Regions from separate parts of the Bombyx mori genome. Here regions 1 and 2 are each linked to region 3. The links are chromatin contacts, called in public Hi-C maps. All regions are on one chromosome and are shown on one strand. The core of a region is the stretch at or near the end of the contact, and the rest is flanking DNA. Distances in the headings are between cores, read along the strand shown.

Region 1 (3,239 bases), core at 232-2,731, 80 kb before region 3:
ACGATTCGAGTCAAGGAGATACTACTTAGATATCGAAATGTACTGAACGTTCGACGAGATCGGTTGTCCTCTTTTTATCCTTATCGAAAGTCTAGACCTCGATTAGATCTGCCGAGATTTCACTTAGAACCTATACAGTGAGATGTCTTCGAAATGTTCAGAGTTGTTTGTAAAACGTTTCAGTATTTCCTTTAAGCGCACATATTAATGTGATTAATATCTATATATTAATACGTGAAGCAAAAACTTTGTACCCCTTTTTACGAAAATTGCGCGGATGGAGGAGTATAAAATTTTCCACACTTATAGAGAATATAGAGAAGAAGTGCACAATGCTAATATTTTTTAAAAATAATGCATAAAAGATACATTAAATCAATAAAGAAAACATTATACTACATACCATGTATTTGACACACACGCATGCATACTATTTATTGTCAAACTTTTGTTCTTGACGTCTATTGTCAAATTGAGAATAGAATATGGTTTGTCTTTGTTAATATTTTTTATAGAGTAGTCTTGGCGAAATTAGTGATTATAGAAGTATAAAATACAATCATAATAGTGTACAAACTTACAATTCCAATTAGTTATAGTCGAATTTCGACTACTGCGGGACCACTAATTTTATCAAATCGTTATTTACGTTATTGTTAGATACGTTTGCATCACGATGGAATATGTATTGTTGTAATATATAAACATGCTTGTTCTTATCTATAAAACCTTAACACTTTAATTATCCAACAAAAACAAAAACAAGTTCCGTGTTAGTAAGTACGACTTAGATAATTTATTTTTGTCAACGAAATTCTAGAAAACACTTATCGTCGTCTAAGTAGGTATGTGATGCTTTCGCCCCATGAATACTATCGTGTGGATACAACACTACTGGCGGAACATCAGCTGTGCCAGTTATCTGCGTAATTAATTGCGATATCGCCCATTCATACCGTCGGTTAGTTTCACTACGAAAACATATTTTTCTCTACGCCGATGGCTCTTCAGGAAAACATTATAATTAATGTTTTCCATCTTAGGTTTACGTTCATTATCAATATTAGATTTGTTGGTTTAATTGAAAGTATTTTCTCCTCATTTTCCCTGGACTGTTTACTTAACGATGTTCATTGAACTTAAATCGCCGAGTGCAAGAAGCCAACAGAAAATTGATTACAAGCTCATCGCTTATTTTGTTTGTTATACAATTATTTTTCTAATCGTGTTCAAAAACCTCCGAAAACGTTTTATTATAATAGAAATAATGCTTTCGGTTCTATTAATTATATTACACGAAAATGTTATCGATCCGGGTTTTATTGATTTGCATTCACGGAATGTTGATTGAAATTCTTAGAAGTGATATTTTCTTGAGGAATTAGTGATATATGTCTCAGTCTGTCGACTAATCACGAGTACACGAGTAGCAAACAGTGTAATGCAAACGGGCCAACTAAAGTGAGTCAAGGTGAGTGCGCGACGTCACGCTCACACTGTTGCCACCCGGATTATTGTGTCGGCTGTCGGCGCCGTTAGGGCGGAGAACTGTCTACATACTCTTGGAAACACGCTTTTCTCCATCCATATGGCACATCTATTAACGAAACTGAATCGAATATATTAAATCGTATCAAATTGGAGACAATAAACAATGTAACAACATATGTAAACACGAAAAACTTATATGACCGTATAATTACTGGCTTATCCGTTTGTGGAATAGACTGTCCTGGGAATTGTAAATGTTAGGCGAAACGAGTTACACGATGTCCCATACCCATTGTATGATTCGTCATTAAGGCGCCGTTTTTTGCTTTCTTTCTATTTTTTTTTGTTTTTTGTGACTTAGATTGGTGGACGAGCTCACAGCCCACCTGGTGTTAAGTGGTTAGTGGAGCCCATGGACATCTACAACGTAAATGCGCCACCCACCTTGAGATATAAGTTCTAAGATCTCAGTATAGTTAAAACGGCTGCCCCATCTTTCAAACCGAAACGCATTACTGCTTCACGGCAGAAATAGGCAGGGCGGTGGTACCTACCCGTGCGGACTCACAAGAGGTCCTACCACCAGTAATAAATATTGCCAGTAATTTATGCCAGTTTGACGAAGTATTCAGTACAACAGTACGTGATTCGCTACCGATTCCGTTTGTGTACGTAGATGTTCTAACGCGAGCTGTAATCGACACGTGTATGGACTTAAAAATGAGGCAATCCAATTATTATTTCCTATTTTAATGTTCATGTTATCAAATGACATTGTAACTATCATAGTTTATGAAGTAAATACTTGATAATCACACGGAAATCTGAATATCGCGATAAAAGACGGCACGCTTAGAGCCCCTCGTGTTAAGTGGTAAACGAAGTTCATAGACATCTCGACGTGAATGTTGTCACCCACATTCAAAAATGAAAAATCAAAAATTTTTTATTCAACATAAATGAAAGTACATACTTGTTGAACGTCAAAAGAACTACCGCCAATTCACAAGAACTAGCCTCCGTCCTGAGAAGAATTGGCAAGAAACTCTGCGGGCATGTCTTTTTTTTTTAAATATTGGTTGTTTTTTTTAAATATTAGATTTTTTTTAAATATTCATTTTACAATGATTATTATAACAATTATTACAATATTGAAATGCCCGGAGCGAGCAATTCAGACATAAAGTCGAAAGCTCCAACTATATTGTTTTTATAACCGTCCCGTGCCCTAAAACCGAAACGCTATGTCTGTTCCGCTGCAGATATAAAGTTGTTGATGGTACCTACCCGCACAGATTTACAATAACTGCTTCACCTAGATTATCGATACGTTTTGTCACTATAGCGCTAACATTATATATTATATATAACATTATAGCCCCTGGCATTGCTGAAGTCCATGAGCGACGGTAACCACTCACCATCAGGTGGGCCGTATGCTCGTCTGTCTACAAGGGCAATAAAAAAAGAAAAAAACATAAATACTAGAACATGCGTTAGTCGATGGAAACAAGGCATTAGATAATAAGACTGCGAATTTTCTCGAAACATTTCATCTACGTACGAAGTTTTCAGTTATAGTGACAGACTTCAGAACAAACGAGGCAGTTGCGGTCCTTGAACCACTCAGTCGATCGGTGCTAAGGTCTTCAGTCAGGCTGCTAATTGCGTGTTAAATTTTACCTGACATCGTTCAACCTTCGGCGGTGCACCGTTATAACTTGAACCGTGTCGGAAGTCCGCGCTTC
Region 2 (3,182 bases), core at 447-2,946, 100 kb before region 3:
TTTTAATTCTTGCACCAACTGAATTTGTACGGGTGCAGTTTTAAATCTTTATGCAAAATAGGGCATCACGACGATCTGTGCACGTTTAAGGCCACCGCACGCTTCTCAATTGAAAGGTTCAGATCGTCCCGAATAGACTGGGCAACACTGTCTACGTTTTCGAGTGTTCTCGAAAATCTTGGACGACCGGATTTTGGTTTTTCCAGGTTATAGTAATAAGCAGAGAAACGAAAATTATAAAAGAACGAAATACGAACCTAACATTACAAATGGTGAAAAATAAAATTTATCAAAAAAGCAAATAAGCATAAAAAATGTCCCTGACAATGACTCGTCAGGGGAACGCACATAAATAAATAAATAAATAAATACTACCATAAGACGAATTGTTGCTGAAGGCAGATCTAACAGAGATGTATTTAGTACGCAGGGCAAAAAGAGGAAAGGTGGTAAAAATACTGCGCCTTCCTTATCTTCCTCTTCTGATAAAGACTTTTTTATGGATGTGCAGTATTTGGAACCATTTTTAAGTTTTTTTTTTTTTTATTTTTTTTTTATTGCTTAGATGGGTGGACGAGCTCACAGCCCACCTGGTGTTAAGTGGTTACTGGAGCCCATAGACATCTACAACGTAAATGCGCCACCCACCTCGAGATATAAGTTCTAAGGTCTCAGTATAGTTACAACGGCTACCCCACCCTTCGAACCGAAACGCATTACTGCTTCACGGCGGAAAATAGGCGGGGTGGTGGTACCTACCCGCGCGGACTCACAAGAGGTCCTACCACCAGTAATTACGCAAATTATAATTTTGCGGGTTTGATTTTTATTACACGATGTTATTCCTTCACCGTGGAAGTCAATCGTGAACATTTGTTGAGTACGTATTTCATTTGAAAAATTGGTACCCGCCTGCGGGATTCGAACACCGGTGCATCGCTTCAACACGAATGCACCGGACGTCTTATCCGTTAGGCCACGACGACCACTAGTTCTGATAGCCTATAATTAATTTATAAATTCATGAAGAGTAATTGGAGTTTTCATCTAAATTTCGAACCCCACATTCGCCACAGTAAGATCTTCAAAAATTATCCTTGATCGTTGATTTGTTCCCTTTTTGCCATCAGATCCTGGTAGACCTATACCAAACATGAATTATATTAAAAATTATTAATTAAATTTATTGCAAGAGTGCTATCACATTGCAAGATTAGAAGACTAGTGAATTTTTCAGTTCAATCAGAAGTTGTGGAGAGTATTAAGCGGTAGGCAGCGGCTTGGCTCTGCTTCTGGCATTGGTAAAATCCATGGGCGACGGTAACCACTCACCATCAGGTGGGCCGTATGCTCGTCTGCCTATAAGGGCAATAAAAAAAAGGGAGGAGGAGGGAGGATTATTTGGTTAAAGATTAAAAACATATTTCCATTATAAAAAAATTGGGAGGATCTCGGCAATATTTATTAATTGGTAGCATTATTTTGTCTATGGCATTTTTTTGGAAAAAATTATAATGTTTAATGATTAAATCTTTTTGTGTTTATTTTATTGAACATGCTTAAAAAATCATAATCTTAGAAATGAAAATGAAACATTTTACTAAAAACCTAAATACCGCAAATAATGGTTTTAAGTCTATTCGATAAAAGAAACGAAACGTATAAAGTCGCTTTTAAAAAGAAATTGACCACAGACAACAGAAGTGCTTTTCAAGTCTGCCATGTTTTGTCCTATTTGTCGCGCTTGATCAACGCGATCGCGTTCACTGTTTAAAAATTGTTTTCTGTATGTATTACGGGATATGTTTTGTTTACAAATATAGTTTGGTTGGTAGTGCTAATACTTATAAAATGAAACTATTTAATGAATCCATATCGTTACGGGAGTGTGCAACTGTGTAGTTCGTATTACATTAAATTTTGTATTTGCTTGATGCCTCGCAACTGACTTTATTCTGAGAAATTTCGTCGCAGTGTCTGAAACGTTTAAGCTTATATTGTATTTTTCCAAATGTTGCTGATTTTTTGGGAATGACACAACCCACGTGCACCTATTATATCGAACAGCCCATGCATATTTGTTATTATTTTGTTCCCTATTTCAATTCGTAATTCGTGGCTCGTATTGTACCAGTCTCGTTCGAGTCGAGGAGTGGGGAACCGCGTCGCGCGTTATGTCGTTTTCCGTGCGTTTCGCTCTTCAGTAATTAATTGTTTCGGAATAGTTGACAGCGGTTTCTAATCATATTGTGAGTATAATTTGTGGTAGTGAGTGTTTTGTCGGTGCAGCGCACACGGCGCACACGTGACAAGGGACGAGTGTTTGGGTGTCAGTCGGCTGCGACTCGCGGGCGCCGGCACAGTTCGCCTGCAGTGCAGAGCACGCGACGGCCGTCAGAGGTGAATCACCGACGGGCGCCGTTTTCATCGCGCTTGTTTACCCGCGTGTGCATAAGTGCGTAGAGCGGAAGTGCAAGGCATGTGCGCCGCGCGACGGCGCCGATGACATCGCCGTCCAGGGCGACGGCGTTCTAAACGCGAGTGTGTGTTAGATATGTTCCTTAGGTTATGAGTGTGTGACAAAGTTATAGTGTGCTGAGGACACTGGAGCCCCTAGACGGAGTTGGGCCCGCCGGGGCGGCCCTGGTGCTTCTCGGGGCTCCTCACGAAGGCAAAATGGCAGCGTGGAACCGCCATCACCACTTCAACATGCTCATGGATGAAAATGCCAAAAACAAATGTAAGTAACAATCGTACTACACCTAAATGCGCGGCCTACAATACAAATTGTAGGAATCTCTGACCCTTAGTAACTAAATGTACCAGGAACTATTAGGCACAAAGCTTGAATATAGTGGCATGTAGTTCAATAACCTTTGGACAAGCATCAGATATTTGTTTGATACATGTAAACATTACCACATGGTTGCTTTGATGTGACATGTCTTGTTGCGTTTTAAAAGTAAGCATTTAGTATTAAATCTTATGAAAACAATAAATATGCTACTAAAGTCCATATTGAAAATAAAGTAGAAAATAAAAGTTTCAATTTCGAATCTGTATAGAAATAATCATTTCATGGAATGAGATATCCTATAAATTTCATAAGAATAATATATCACACTGAATGGTTATAACAGAAAAAGAAACCTATTTAAATGAAATATTTCGATTCATATAAA
Region 3 (3,018 bases), core at 480-2,979:
TTAAAAAGATAAAATATGAGCAATGGTTTAGTTAATCGCAATGTTATACTCTCCATTTTTTTTATCATTAATATTTAATAATGAAAATAATCGAAATTTATATGCCTTATGGGACACTTGTCTTATTTTATGGATATGATGTTAATTAAGAATTTTTACGTAATGGCAAACTATTTATCTTTTCGATTTAATTATTAATAATTATTAAATATATGTATTATCAATTAATAATTATTAAATACTCTTGTGATAAAATTGATTCCTTGTAGGGAAAGAGTGGGTACGGAAAAACAGCTATTGCTCAACTAAATTAAAGCCAATAGGATATAAAATTTTAATCATGGCATGTGATAAAATAAATTTTTGGGACTCAGTTTTGCTATAGACGAAATTTTTCTGCAAAAAAAACCTCTGACCGTGAATCTTGCGAAAATGTTACGTTCCGAAAAAGTAATGGACAAGATATATTATTGGGAAGAGACCGGCTTCGCATTGCCGGGACCACATAATTGAATAACGGGACACGGCGATGCTTGGATAACAGTGACTAGAAACGAAATTATTTTAATTTTGTAATATTTGAAGTATCAAAAGGGCGAAGATAATAAAATGAAGAATAAAAAACCAAGCCCAAAATAAAAACTATTACGCGCTGTTTATTTTTATGTTAACGTAAATACCTATTTCTTTGATGGTAAATATTACACGAAACATAAACTTCAAAATAAAAATTACAACTCATATAGTTTTCAATAAATACATTCCCTTGAGAAATTTTACTGAAACTTTTATGTTTACACATTGAAATTACCAATATTGCCTATTTATAATCGAAATACACAAAAAAAAAACAACAACAATTGATTTGCCACTTAGGTATTGTTTATTATTATTTTGCGTCGCAATTTAAGCTCTGGTAAGGTCGCGATCTTCTTAGTCGGTGATGCAACATTAGGTCGTCAGTCTATTTCATTTTTCCTCTCAACTACTATAATAATATTATTAAATTATAGTACTTGTCCAAACCTGCCACCTTATTAGTTTTCCGTATCAAGAGTTCCGGATTGCGATTTGCAATTCAAGTTTTCCTTTTAAATCATTTAAGATGAAATTTCTTCATTTTGGTGTCCGTACATGGAATGATACGAAAGTCTGATGTGTACAGGTGGCCTGAATTTGTGCTTTGTAAACTCTTATGACATCCATACAGAAGGGGATACTAATTTACAACAGCTAATTATTATTTTTAATAAACGAGAACTCTTTTGGTCTATGTGTTGTATAATTTAATTATTCTTTTTCTCTATATAAAATTTCGTAAAGCGTGATGAGCTTAACCATCATATTGTTTACATACAATAATTCAAGGAAGTTGTCGGCAGCTCACGAGTCTAGATGTCGTTTACAGATTTGAATCTAACGGTAACTTCCGACCGACACGGTGTTAGTTTCGCTCTTCGCATTTCCATCTCCGGCGCGACGTCCATTAGATAGTTAACCTCGAACCGTACAGTGGATCACATCTCGCTATCAGGTGTGCTGCAAACAAAACGTTGAATAGAGGCCGGGTTAAACATGTACGACGGGTGTACGGGTATAATTAAAGTTTAGGAGACGCTCACGTCGCCCGTTAACCTCGTTATCGGGCGCTGGAAGTGGGTGAGACGCGGAGGGGGGAGGTAGAGCCGGCGAGGGGCGGAGGGGGAAACGGGGAAAATCAATGACAGCCGCCGCGCGCCGTCTCTCCCCGGCCCGACGCGCTCATCTCGCGACCACGTGCCGCGGTCACTGGCCTAACACATCATCCTCATCCGGCATCACCACTTTACCATAACATAACGGTCTTAATTCCTAGAATAAAATTCATTAAAAGAATCGTCTTTCTTGTTTTAATGTTATTCCAGACAAGAGAAACGGTAGATAGGTCGGACGACCCCATGAAGTGACGCCGGTTGCCGGCTGTCGGGCCGCGCTCGGTCGTCTGTAAAATATACGGCGTAATATGTAGGTCGCTGTCGGATATTTGGGTTATCGTTCGGCCGAGTCGATATGCGACACTTCCGCACCGGCACGATGCGAATGTCGTGCAGTCGACATTATTACTGCTAAGTCAAACCGAAGTTATGTAACGGCATCCGAATGACATATCGAGGTCACATAACGATTAGTGCACGTCGTTGGCGGCACGAAACTATTTCGCGAAATTACACCAATATTAAAACCACCGCCGACGATTCAGGCCGTTCACCCGAGCTTTAAGCCAGGTATGGAGTTCGCAAAAACAATGACTCACAATATGAATCAGCTTCGTAAAAAAATGTAGCAATGAACTTCCTATTTCCAAATTCGGTAGTCAGGTTCTGTACAAATATTTTATACTGGCACATCGTGACCCATCGTCGATCAATGTCAGCCTCATATCTGGGTCAACGTCCGTCACCCGAATTCCCGCGCTCCCTCAACTATTCATTTCCTATAACGCATACGACCTGTATTACCTAGGATTTGTGTTGGTTATTGCCCCGGTATCTGTAGGGTTGACACTCGACAGGTTATCCTAACATCTCATATTTATATGGTTGTTCAAAAATATTTTTAATGATTTTTTTTACCCATGATTTATTGCTGAGAACTGGGAAATACGAAATCAAAAATTATAAATATAAATATAATACGGTTATAATAATAATTATTATTACTATTATTATTGCAGTCACTCACTTACTAACTTTCATTTAGTTTACAACTATGTGTTGAATTATTCTAAAACATTTTATAAATAATGTTTAAATTATTTTTTTAACAGGTATATTACGCGAAGAAAAAACGGAGAGCGCAGCAGTACCTGGGCGAGGATGGCTCGCACAAGAAGGAGAAGAAGTTATACAATGACGGTTACGATGACGATAATCACGATTATATTATTAAGCAGGGAGAGAAGTTCCTCGACCGGTACGAGATCTCCTCACCGATCGGAAAGGGATCATTTGGACAGGTAATTATAAAACATAATTATTG

Evidence for each region. Hi-C and Micro-C count contacts between places; a contact is called where the count stands out from the background.
Region 1: a contact with region 3 is called in a Hi-C map of posterior silk gland, with 2.1 times the contacts expected there. The contact joins two enhancer-like sites. A contact is called at or near these places in 4 of 7 Hi-C or Micro-C datasets (midgut, posterior silk gland and whole pupa).
Region 2: a Hi-C map of midgut shows a contact between it and region 3, with 1.9 times the contacts expected there. The contact joins the promoter of LOC101738805 here to the enhancer-like site in region 3. A contact is called at or near these places in 2 of 7 Hi-C or Micro-C datasets (midgut and whole pupa).

The regions. Positions count from the first base shown.
Region 1 is chr18:4,503,148-4,506,386 of ASM3026992v2, reverse strand. All of the region lies in intron 3 of LOC101738805 (serine/threonine-protein kinase minibrain), which reads left to right. Among protein-coding and RNA genes, the nearest start is that of LOC101738805, 24 kb to the left of the region's middle. Within about 2 kb of position 1,481, at least 3 of the 8 cell types and tissues checked have open chromatin away from gene starts, as enhancers often do.
Region 2 is chr18:4,527,465-4,530,646 of ASM3026992v2, reverse strand. LOC101738805 (serine/threonine-protein kinase minibrain) reads left to right here and starts at 1,696. Exons shown (of 12, transcript XM_004928140.4): 1 at 1,696-2,740. The coding sequence starts at 2,677.
Region 3 is chr18:4,423,767-4,426,784 of ASM3026992v2, reverse strand. LOC101738805 (serine/threonine-protein kinase minibrain) reads left to right here. Exons shown (of 12, transcript XM_004928140.4): 4 at 2,807-2,995. Among protein-coding and RNA genes, the nearest start is that of TRNAH-GUG, 18 kb to the right of the region's middle. Within about 2 kb of position 1,729, at least 8 of the 8 cell types and tissues checked have open chromatin away from gene starts, as enhancers often do.